Regions from separate parts of the Rattus norvegicus genome. Here region 1 is linked to region 2. A link is a contact called in public Hi-C data. All regions are on one chromosome and are shown on one strand. Each heading gives the region's core, a stretch centred on a gene start, on an enhancer-like site or on the middle of the called end of the contact. The rest is flanking DNA. Distances are from core to core; before and after follow the strand shown. Region 1 has its middle 350 kb from the start of Prkd1. Region 2 has its middle 640 kb from the start of Foxg1.

Region 1 (5,999 bases), core at 2,697-5,196, 1.1 Mb before region 2:
GTGTGTGTGTGTGTGTGTGTGTGTGTATATATATATATATATATATATATGCATGTGCACATACACGTGAGTGTTGTGCCAAAGAAGAACAGATGAGGGTGTTAGATCCATCAATTACTGACAGTTGTGAACTACATTGCATGGGTGCTGGGAACCCAACGAGGGTTTTCTTCAAGAGCAGTAAGTAATCTTAATGGCTGAGCCAACTTTCTCTAGCCCCAGCTCCCCTGAGGTTTGTCCACAGTTCTGTTTGCTACGTGTTACCTTCCTGACTGACTGCTTTCGTGAAGAAAGGCTGTGAGTGACTAAAATCTCTTTGGGTTAAAAATCATACTAAATATATGTTTCTTATGTATCTACATCTTTAACTGTTGACGTACCATATTTTATTTTCATTGTTTCTGTTGAACTTACACAGTATATCCACAATGTGGACAACCTTTGCATATGGTTTATGAAGCCAATTCTATTTCTTACATCTATGCATATTTTAGACATTTTATTTTGAAGATCAATTCTATTTTTCTCTGGATCAGAATTCTTTTAAATAGATAAGGCTCATAGACGTACTCTGTGGTAAAGAAACCAAGGGACAAGAAGGGTCAGCTGAGCATGAGCCTATCTAGCGTACTCATGGTCTGATGTCAAGGCTTCTTACTTGAAGTTTACAGTCAAGCACCACCACCCCTTTTTAGAGCCCAGAAGACAGTCTTCTGTTCTTTATCTCTCTGCTTTGAGTTTTTTGTGTTGATGAAAGTGAATTAGCAATCAGACCAAGTATGGCCACTTGGACCTCAGAAAACAAATCAATTGTTTGTGTTTCTTTCACTCTGAGACTTCCTGAGGGTTTCTATATACCAGCTTGGCAGAGCAAGCATCCCTGGGACCTCTCATTTCCGACTCAGGCAGCCAGCTGGGTGTTGAGAATACTTCCATGACTTCCAATCCGTCAATGCTTGAAAACATTTACTACAGAGAGGATCGCTGGCTCAGGGGAGACATTTGTCTAATTCAGCAATGGCGCTCTGCACTGCATTTCCAGATTAGGCCTCTCCTTGAAAACGATCTATTACAGGAGCAGTTTATAAAATTAAACACTTGTCATTATGCAATGCAAAATCCACGAAGCAACCAAATGTCAGGAATCTACATATTTAAGAGATGGGAGCTTTAGCATTTCTTTCCTGGCATGGATTCTGAGCAGTAAAAGGCCAGAGAAAAACATAGCAAATCACAAAGCTGTTTTGGAATGGACCGAATCGTTCCATTTTTGGAGTACATGGAGTTCTAAGAGCAAATTTTTCATAGTGAAAAATTGTTATCTGCTTGATTACCAGGTCTCTATGGCCACGCACAAAGTCAAGTGTAAGGTAACACCGGTGAAGTATGGCCTGGGCTCTTACAGCTGATATCCTAGTTAGGGGTGATGAGGAAATCCAGGTGGAAAAAGGAAGAGTGGTCCTTTTGACAAAAAAATTCCCTCCATAGCCACCTACATTTCCCCCCATTTTTTTTTGTGTGTGTGATCCATCTTTTCAAAGTGCAATTGCTTCTTTTGAATTTGAATTTCATGGTGTACAATACTACACCATGAAAAAATAAGCAAGCTGGATGCTAGGAACTTTCCTTAGATGACATACATAACGGAGTCTTGATCAGAATAAGGCCACACATTGGTGCTGTCCTAGCAATGTTCTTCATTGCTTCCAAATTTAGAGACCAGAAATACCAGACATCCATGTTAGATACAGGAGGATCAGGCAACTCAAGTTATTATTTAGTAGGCTAAATATCCATCTACTTTATTAAGTGTGGGCCAAAGATCTTGTTAGAGGCATCAGTTACTTAATTATCTAACATTGAGATCACCATCCACTGCCTGTGATTCGTTCTAACAGTGTAAGAACCCCACAGAACTCCACTGAGAGCTTTTGTGTCACACTCAGCAGCTCACCTCAAAGTGGTATCTGTGCCATGACATTTAGAGCCTGCCACTTTGCTATAGAGCCTGGCTTTTTATGTGGATGCAGGAACCTGAACTCAGGCCCTCGTGCTCTCATTGAAAGCAATTTATCAGCTGAGTCTTATCTGCACTCTCTGTATGTGCATTTTGAGAGATTAGTAAGGTTTAGTTTTTAGAAAGTATGAATGAGAATTCAGAGGGCAAGAAATGCTGTGTGCAAAAATATCCCTTTATAAGAAATGCCAGAAAGACAAAGCTGACTGAAACATGGGACATATTCAGAGAACAAGTAGAAGAGATCAGATGGAGTTAGAGTAGGGTCTATCATAGAAGCTATATGCACACCCACGTAGAAATGATATAAACAAGATAGGGAGAACCAATAGATGTGCTTGTGGGTTTGTACAGGTGAGTTGCATGAGAGCATAATGGCTGAAAGACTAACCACGATTCCTTTTTGATATGACTGGGCATAAGAGTTGAGTTAGAAGCCAAAGGAAGTTTGCAATCCTGGGGTAAAGCAATAAGGCCTTAAACATATTTTTCACTGGCAGAATATATAGATAAAGATGGGGGTCATATAAGTATAAACCCAATGTGTCCAAGTGGCTCAGCATCACTGAAATTTCAGGCTCCTGGTGCTTCAGACACGTTTGGCAAGGGTGAGAACCATGAATACGGGGATTACTAACTCAATGTAGATGGTTACAATCAACAGCCATTTTGCTGATAAAATGAGTGTAGTACGGACCTGGAAAGTGGTTAGAAAAACACAGTAGAAATGGATGATTTGGCTTCGTTTTTGAAGAAGGGGTATCAAGTGAACCACTCACGCCATTGTTGTCAAAATCATCACCATCACGAAGCCTGGACAGTTCCAAGGAGGGGTGGGTGAAAGTATTTATAAAGGTAAGCATATAAAATTCAAATTCAGATGAAGTTCATATTAAAAAAATAAAACATGAAGGGTGGAAGACAATGGGGGCATTTGACAAATACAAATAAACAAGTAGAAAGAAATTCAGTCGGGAGCTATGGCAAAGCAATGGATTCCAGAAGGGTAAAGGGAATTCACCAGAGTGAAGTTCCTTACAGGCTAAGTGGTGACTGACTGGAGACATGGATTGCCAAAACGCTGTTTAGAGAAAGACACAGCCAGTGTCAGAGTCTTCAGAAGTCAGGCTCAGAAGCATGACCCAGCCCTGGCACCCAGTTCCTGGGCTCTACAAAAAGGGCTGGCTCTAATTTGCACATTTAGACAATAACGCAAGGGCTTGGTGAATTCATTGCACTGGGGTAAAACATGGATAAAGAAATTTAGTGGTAGGAGGAATGTTGAAAGGATTGTGCAAAGTACTAATATTCTTACAGGAGGAGACAGGCATAGGTAGAGAAAGAGAAGCAATACAAGGAAAGGGTTAGTGGGTCCAAGGTTCTAGAAGGTCTGAAAAGAAAAGAGACTGTGTGGGCTAAGAGGCAGGAGGTGGTATCCACAGACACACTGAAAGGCTATTTTCTTTTTCTTTATCCACCCACTAACCAGTGCCTAATATAGTACTTTTAAGAATACTGTTTGTGTAACTGCAACATGCTAATTTATTAATTGAGGAGAAGAATGGTGTTTTGGAGACTCGGGCAGCGAAAAGGGGAGGAACTCAGAGGCAGACCTAAGGTCTAACTCGTGATACAAACCCTGTGTGCTGAGGAGGAAGAAAATTCAGAAGCTTCACTTTTGGATGCTGCAAAGAAAATGGCTGCTGCTTTAGTCAATTTTAAAGATAATGATTTTTTTAAAGCTGTCTGACTCATTTATACCTTCTACCCAAATTGAAGTAATAGGCCAGACATTCAGATTAAACTGTCCCTCCAGGAGGAAGAGACTTGCCAAGGAAACCTTGGCCAGATGGGAGCTGTAGAAAGAGGCTCAGAACTGAGAGCATTTTGCTTGCCCAGTCAGTTTGGATTTAAACCAGATGCCCCTAGGCTAGGAGGCCAGAGTTTTGTCAGTGAAGAGCAGGGATGTAAGCTGCTATTGTGTGAAAACAAGCTAGGTTGTGAGGTTGCGGGGAATATGGTCCAAGTATCATAAATGCATCTGTTTGATAATGCTCTAGAGAAGCTATTCCATAATACGTGCGCCTCGAGTTGCCTTTGTTTCCTGGTGAAGACACGGCCATGTCTTCACAAAAGCACTAGGTGGCAGCACAGGACATCTATTCAACTGTCTCTCACCGCAGGCTGCTGGAATTTTGACAGATACAAAACGGTACCTGTGGTTTTGTGTATAAAACTGGTATAACTGTTTGTACATTTAAAAACTGTAACAATAAATTAAACATAAGGGAAAGGGTTTGCTAATAAATACAGTGTTAGACTGCGTTTTTGTATACCAGGTGACGAGCTTGGGCATTCAAACCTGATTTGCGTAGGGGATGGGCAGGATGGGAAACTGGTTGAAGGATCTGCAAAATGTACATGCTGGGTGGTTGCAGCTCCCTTCAGGATTGTTGTTGGTCTGTCCATATGTCTGTATGCATTACACAGAGGTGAAAACTTAGGGAAGTGAGGGGTATGGTATGTCTGAACGTCTGGATGCAGTGATTCTAGGAAGAACGCATTCTGTGACGCCCAGCTCGTTTTGCAGAAGGTGAAAGTGTGAGCACATAACGTTTGTTTTACTTAAAGAGACACACATCTTACTCTTCACATTCTCACCTACTATTTAGAATATTTACAAAGTGGGCTCCTTAAACTCATGTACATCCTAGTCTATAGGGCTGGGCTCATTGTATGCCACCATATTTGTTTGTAGACTGGCACTACATTTTCTTGATCAAAACAAGTTGCTACCTGAGACACCAAGCCTGACCCAGCAAGGGCAGGCCATTTGACATGCTACCAAGACAGACACCCCAAACGTTTCAAAAATCCATGAATGGTTGAACCTACTTACCCTCGGAAACTCTTCTTCATGATCCCTAACTGAGCAATTCAAAGTCAAAGTTCTATTTTAATAGTAATGGCCAAAGCAAAATCTTCTTATTCATTTTCCTACTCAATAAATGTCTGTCTTTTCTTATTTGGCAGTCACATAATACTGAAAAATGAAAAAAGATAAAAATCGGAAACAAAATGAGTACTCAAATACCACATAACATCTCCTCTACTACAAAGACAATAATGACAGTCCAAGCTGTCAGTCTGGTATTAAACAGTCCACAGACACTTTCACTATTTAGTTCTCATGATAAGCCTATGTTCTGGATCGTTTTCTATAGGCTGAAGTTGACAAATAATTAGTAATGTGCTTATGGTTATTATCAGCATCCAAATGAGGTATGAACTAGCCATTGACTGGATGTTTTAAACTCTTTCCATGTTGTGCAACTATAAATTATTGAACAAGGGGGATGATGCTGGGTGTAATTGTGCTTGCTGTCAAGCCTGGTGACAGGAGTTCAATCCCTGGGACTCATGTGGTCAAAGACCTACCTCTGTCTTCTGCTTCCCACACATGTATGGTGGTACAGACCCCCCTCCATATAAAAACAAATGCCATAAAAATGCCATACATTGTAGTTGTTCTTGGCTTGTATCTGACAACATCTAAGTCTCAAAAATCTGGGTTAAAAGCGTATAAATTCAAGCACTGTGTGGTTATTTAGTGAGTAAGGTTTGGAAATCTAGCACTCTACTAACTCTGGAATAAGAAAGTGCTAAGAAAGGAAAAAAAAAACTTCCTTGGTTTGTTTTTGCTTAATTGCTTGTTTACAAATAAGACAACTGGTCTCTTTTTAACAGCATTCTTTTTCTCTAAATGTGGATTAGATTATTTTTTTCTGGTGAAGGAAAGTATCTACTTTATTGACTTTACATAAATAACTCTCAGGTCTTTTGTTTGCTCTCCTGCTTTTCTGTGTTTGGCTTCATGCAGAGTCCTCACCACCTTGCAGACATCTTACTTATTTGTTGAATGAATGACAGCATTTTACCTTGTCTATTGGATTCATTTGGTCCACTTTTCTCTCATTCCTGA
Region 2 (6,714 bases), core at 2,757-5,256:
AACCACAATAAGTGTGAATCTAGCCTCAATTTAATAAAAAAACATATAATGTAACGTTCTTCCTTGGGTTAAATGTCTTACAATTGCTCGTGGATGGGCATTTGTTTCCCATTATTGGCCATTTTAATTGACTTATCCAGTAGTTATCTCATTTAAAGATCACTTATAGTATTTGGTGCTCTTCACTGAGTGATATACTCTGTTCCTGCCGGGCCTGAGAACAAAACAGTTTACATATTTTTGAACTTGATCTGAAAAGTGATTTAAAAATCCATATGGAAAATCTAATTTCTCAGAAAATATATACACACAAGCCTACTCAGAGGTGGCCAAAATAAATTTCATTTGCTGAGACAGGAAGGAAGCCGAGGCAAGAGAGTGAAAAAAATCGGAAGTAGGTACATTCTCTGATGGGGGGGGGGGTCGAAGCTCTCTTCTCCCTAGCGAAGATTGGGAGTGGACACGGAAGATTGGCATTGGAAAAGTAGAATGCTTGTGCTTTTCTTTACAGAAGCTTGCACTAAACATTCAGCAAACGAGGGCGTTGCTTTACATGATTCCTCCCTTGTTTTTCATGTATCAATTGGCATATGCTATAAACATATATAGACAACACATCCCTGCAGTTATTGTATTCCTGGGCCCCCAGGAAGATGAGCTGTGATAGACAAAGTGACCATGTTGAGAGCTCAGCAGATATTGCACTCTCTGGCTAGCTAGAGGTAACCCTGGACTTTGATTCTAGGCGAAATCTTGCAACATCTAGCCTAGGTGGAACTACGTTGGGACTTGACTAGTGCTTTTGAAGTACTAGTAGCAGAAAGAATCCTGTCTTCCAAATGTCCTGCTTTGCTGGAAGGAAACCTTCCTTCCACAGCTCCTGGATTTCAGTGAGGGAGGAGTCACAGCAAACATGGGGAGGACTCTGACCTTAGCTTGATACCAGAACCTGTACTTGTAACATCCACAAGTCCATGTTTAAGGATATCATGGTAGATAAATGATTGTTTAGAGTGAAGCCTGCGCCTCTTTTTTCTACACTATAGGCAGTAATTTGGCTGAGACAGTATCGTTCTGAGTGGTACTATCGCACACTACCTTTTTCTCACTTGAATTGTACTTTTGGCTGTCATTTGCGCTTTTGAATAAAGGTTTACATTAGTAGAGAATAACATAATAGCGTGTCTCCTTTTCCTGAGTTGATATACAAATTAAAAAAAAAGGATAAGGCCAAAACTCCTTTTGTCCTTGGAAAAATATGCCATCTGCATTTAGCTTATGATATTCAGCTGGGAACAAACTCCTAGCATAAGGATGTCGTTAATACAACCCTCAAGTTAAACTGTAAATTCAGAGTACTTAAAATGCCTTATAATAGTCAAAGCCAGTAAAATCGACCCTGTATATTTTTATTTCATCTCTGTTGGATCATATGATATTTAATAATTGGTTCTGGCACCTCGTTGCAAATTATTATAACTTTGAGATACAACAGTCCTATTGAGCATATGGGTAGCACAGGCTCCGTACATATATATGATACCGTCTCTCTAGAGGACCTTCTGTCTTGTTTTCCTTAGCTTGGAAGGGTCAGGTAAATTCTGTTGTGTCGTCATGTGTTAAGATTCTTCAGTCTCTGTTTTGCAGGGTAAATGCTTAATGCAACTGATTTCTCCCCCCACTAACTGTGAAAACTTTCCTCGCAAAGCCAAAAGAGACATCCATGCATCTGGGGTGCAGTTCTATTGAGCTGTTACTAAAGCAGTCACAAAATGCTTCCAGTATCAGTGCCTACGGATTCATTAGTGCAAGAAAGGTTTTCTTCCTTGATGCCATATTGTGTTCCAGTTTAACTACAAACTTCAAGACTTTTAGGAGTCAAGAGACCTTCCTTTGCTATTAGTAGCATATAATACTTCTTCCTTCATCCCGGAGAAGACGGGAAGCTGATGATAAAATACGACTGACTCCAAGAAACATTTCCTGGAGCGAAGCATTCCCCTTTCAGCATTATTTTTTTTTCAGCTCTACTCGATATAACACCCCGAGACAGAATTGGGAAGATCATCTCTAGCTCATATTCTGTCAGGGCTCTCTTCAGTATCCCTGATGCTTTGCCTTTGCATCTAGCCCACGAGCCAAGGTTTATTCGTGTATTATTTCACATTAATTGCTATAATGCTTAATGCTACATTCAAACATTAACACAGAGGCAGGTAATTACACAGTGAATTGTCCTTCCAAAAAGATGTCAAGATGGACATTGGTGGGTGGGGTGGGCTGAGGGTAATGACTTATAACTTATGTTGACATTTTGGGACAGAGCTGGTTCAATTTCTCTTGATTTCATTATAATACCTAATACTAATTTCTCTTTGTCTGTCATATAATTAGTCGTTATGAAGATGGCTCAGCTAAAAAGTTCATGAGGCAGGGGGTCAATAGTTATAGAAAATTTCCAGCATTACTCTTTTCCCATTGCTACAGCAATACTATATCATTCAAAACGGCATGTTGGTGCAAAAGAAACACCGCTATGCAAGTCTATAATTCTCCCCCATTGTGAAACTAAATATCTCATTCAAAAACAGTTTTGTACAAAGGCACTTTGTGTCTATACTTGGTTGCATGTGTGTTTTATCTAGATAACTGTAAAGAAAGTATTGGGAAGCTGGACATGTTGATACATGCTTGTGATTTTTGTACTAGAGATGCTGAGGCGGGAGGATCTTAAATTCTAAGCCAGCCTGGGCCACATAGACTCTGAATCAAGAAAAGAAACCAGTGTGACACTCTATAGGATGGTTTTCCCCTGTTGTTATGATTACAAAATCCATCTCCTAGTGAGCCACCCTACCTTTGAAGCTGCCCTAGAGGATCTCCTTCAGAGTTCACTGACCAAATATTAAGAACTTTGCTAACCCTGACAAGCAGCAAGGCAAGACACCACTGACCCTGGATGAGAATCAGGAAGCTACAGTTCTATTCCTACCACAGAGCTGAAAGTATCTTTTGCTACTGGGGGCTTGCCTTGCATCAGGGATTGCTTGCTTGGCAGCATATGAGCCAGTAGGTGGAGTGCTTGCTAACAATAATTGAATACGCAACTTCAACTTCAGATAAGTAGAAGCCACTTTTCCTGTTGTGAATTGCTAAAACCGTATGTATGCTGATTTCTTTCTTCAGTTATAATTATTTGGAGGGGGAAAAATCACCAAAGCAGGGTTGAGATGAATGCAGGACTGTAGTTATACAGTAGAATACAGGGGCAAACTGTCCCCAATCTCATTTCATCCTATGGTATAAACCTTACGTAAAAAGACAGTGTCTCAAATGCTCAAGTGTGCTTGATTCAGTATATAGATCTAAACACCTCTTTAAAATTTATTTTTTAGTATTTATGTTGTTCAAAGGATACACTACTATCGATGTACTGTACAGGGAAAAGCTTAAATAGAATTAATTACACGTGTTGATAATCATAGTAAATTCAACACCTTGGGGAAGAAAAGTTGCAAGAGATGATTCCAAAATAAAGTGTAACTTTCCTCTGAGAGTGCTTGTTTTCCTCCAAAAGAAGGCTTTCAAATGTATTTTAAAGCTACAGCTAGAGACTTGCTAACTGCATCACTCTAAATCTATCTATATCACACCTAAAGATGTTAAAGCAACATTTAGAGCTCCAAGGAGAAAACAAGCAACAGAATTTAGAAAGCAGGAACCACATGGAAACAAGAAAAGTCTTCAGTCATTTTTTAAGAATGTGAGCTACATGATGTGCGAGAGGAATATTTGAGGGTTTTTAAAAAGAACCTCATTCCTTATCGGGAACACTTGCATGTTTCATTCTGTGGCTTGGGAAACCTGTAGTCTGCACGGCTAGGAAAAAAAATCATTTCATTTAAAAAGGAAATTGTATAATCTGCAAGGCAGACGCTGCTGAACACTGAGCATTTCCACATTAACTTTTTAATCTAAAAATGATAAATTCTGTTAGAAATAAGATTTTAAGGCAAGATATCATGTTACGTAGTCCACGGTGGCTTTGACCTGTTATCCTCCTGCCTCAGCACTCCCCACCCCAGGCTGTGATTGTCAACATTTGCAACCGCAGCCATCTTTCAAAATAATTTCTGCCAGGACTCAGTTGTCCCTTCAATTGTGCCAGGATGTTCTCAACTCCTACTAAAATCGGGATAGATTTACGTTTCAAATATGTAACTTTTCCCCTCTGGTTAAGCAGTAGAGGAATAGAAGTGTTTATCCTGTTAAACCAAATGAAGCAGCCACAATTAATAATAGTCTTCACTATTTTCAACAGCTTTATTCCAAACAATGGCTCCCCAGTCCTTCTTTCAAGAGTAATCAAGGGCAAAATGGAACCGTCCTGAGGTCACAGAAAAAGAGAAGGAATAGCTACTGATAATTTCAAATTTAAAATTCTATCTCTTCCAATCTTGTGAAGACTAAATATTATTCATTTTCATAAAACAAATCATGGAATCTGGCCAGTAAATAAAAATGACAAATTATGAACAGAACTCATTTAAATAACTTGGCGAAGAAAAGGAACTTTGGGGAATTTATTTATTACAAACTTATTTTGAAATTGGAAAAATAGTGAGTCCTGGTATATTCCAACTCCATAAATAAATAAATAAATAAATAAATAAATAAATAAATAAATAAATAAATAAAAATTGTATGAGTATAGGTAGCTTGTGAAGCAGCTGCCAAGGCATTGAAAAACAAAGAATATGTTTATCTAATCTTTATCTTCATTTGTGTCTTTAGATTCTGCAAATAGCATTGTGCACACAGTTGGTATATTTATTTCTTTTATGTGAAAAATCAATTCACTTGCTTCCTTGCCAGTACCCATTTGGTCTTCCTTTTTCCATGGCTTTAATATGATACTTTTCCTTAGATACTGACTCACGTCATTCGCAGCCTGTGTTCATCCCTTGATGGTTGGGCAGCAATAGACTTTACTGAGAAATAGAAACCTCTTAGTGACTGATCTCCTCAAGACAATATTTTCCCTTACTATAAGCTGTGAAGAGGCCCTGTGAGTGCACTCTGAGTGTTGACTTGTAGAATGAAATGCTCTGCACACAAGCACACCAAAATATTTTGGTAAAAAGTAATTATCAGAAATTGTGATACTAGATCATTCATTCTCTGTATATCAGAGTGACACTTGACTTGTATGACTTGCCCATTTTTGTTCCAGACCCATCTGAAATAGGCAATTCAACTTAATGATGTCACAATATTTGCCAGGCTATGGGTAGTGAAGAGAAGACACTGGGATGCTCTTCTTGCTTGAGATTCCCTTCCTCTCTACACACAACCAGCCCATCTGTCTCACTCATACGGGAAACTTATCTTTGAAACATCACTCTATTATTATCACGGTTGTTCTTTAAAATTTGCTCCTTAACTTTAGATTGTGTTTTAGAAACTAGGTTTTCAAAACTCTCAGATCTTGTTGGCCAATTTAAAATGTTGATAGTAATATACCCTGGAAGCAGCTCATCTCACTAAAGAACGCAAAAGCACTACATTCCCATTCAGTTACTGGAGGATAACCTCTCTGTGAAATACAGATTGCCTACTTTTAAAAGAAATCACAACAAAGAATTCCACCCCTCCCAACCTCTAATATTTTTCCAAGTGTGAATTGAAGAGGACTTAGAGACAGATGGGTCTGGATGATCAAGTTACCTGTTATAGCAGCACATCTGCCGGGGCAGTCAATCACTGTGATGGCTCTGACAGGTCGATGGAGCCAGAGCAAGAGTGGCTAATGCAGACAGAAAGGCTGGGGAAGCACAGGCCTCCTGCTTGTCTCCTGGGCTTGGCTGGTCTGAAACCCGTACTTGAATTTGCTCTGGTTAAAAATCTGTCTATTGTGCAATGATATTAGATGAGAGCTTTGGGATCCCACTTTTTTGAAAAGCCAACATATTGAACACATATGATTGGGATGATTTGGTTAGCAATTCCAAGCTGTCAGTCAATATTTGGCCTTACTTGGGGCATGTGGTAGAACGTATGGGTGAAAAATATTAGAAAGGAAAGAGGTAGAAATTAATTTCCAAACTTAATTTTTCCCAAAAAATGTCAAATGAAGAAAGGCATAGAACACTCTGTCTGAAATGCCAAATTTTGAGAGCTCAGTACAATAAAAATTAGCATTGAATAGAACAAAGGCATTTCTTAGAATGTGGAGAAGAAAAACTAATAAAACTATGTAGGCCTGATTCCTTACTTTCTCTATATACATGATATTTTCCTCTGCCTTTCAATCATAAAGAGAATGTTTATCAACTCTAACAGATCCAAATATTTGGTAATAGTGCAAACAGAATATAAGAAACAAGCAACTGAGATTTCTCAAACAATTGCAAATACATGTTTCTATTAAGTAAAGTACTAATTGCATTTGTGCATAATACATTTGCAGAAATGCAGATGTTGGAAGACAATGGAGGTTTTGAAATAGTCTTATTTCTTCCAATGACTATTTAATCAGCTCTTAAAATCACCTGGATCTAAAGTATTGAATTTCAAGTCCTAAATCTCAAATACATAACTCAAAGCTAGGGATTCACAAGAAGTACAGCAAGTTAAACCGTCCGTTAGTGCATTTGATGTTCTTAAGGATGTGTGCATATAAATTTATATGCATATATGTCTTGTATTATGACT

What was found. Hi-C and Micro-C count contacts between places; a contact is called where the count stands out from the background.
Region 1: a Hi-C map of frontal cortex shows a contact between it and region 2, with 3 times the contacts expected there. The contact joins two enhancer-like sites. A contact is called at or near these places in 3 of 12 Hi-C or Micro-C datasets (the A7r5 cell line, Schwann cells and frontal cortex).

Annotation. Positions count from the first base shown.
Region 1 is chr6:74,119,843-74,125,841 of GRCr8, reverse strand. No RefSeq gene overlaps it. Among named protein-coding and RNA genes, the nearest start is that of Prkd1, 350 kb to the right of the region's middle. Within about 2 kb of position 3,946, at least 12 of the 93 cell types and tissues checked have an H3K27ac peak or open chromatin away from gene starts, as enhancers often do.
Region 2 is chr6:73,037,018-73,043,731 of GRCr8, reverse strand. No RefSeq gene overlaps it. Among named protein-coding and RNA genes, the nearest start is that of Foxg1, 640 kb to the right of the region's middle. Within about 2 kb of position 4,006, at least 7 of the 93 cell types and tissues checked have an H3K27ac peak or open chromatin away from gene starts, as enhancers often do.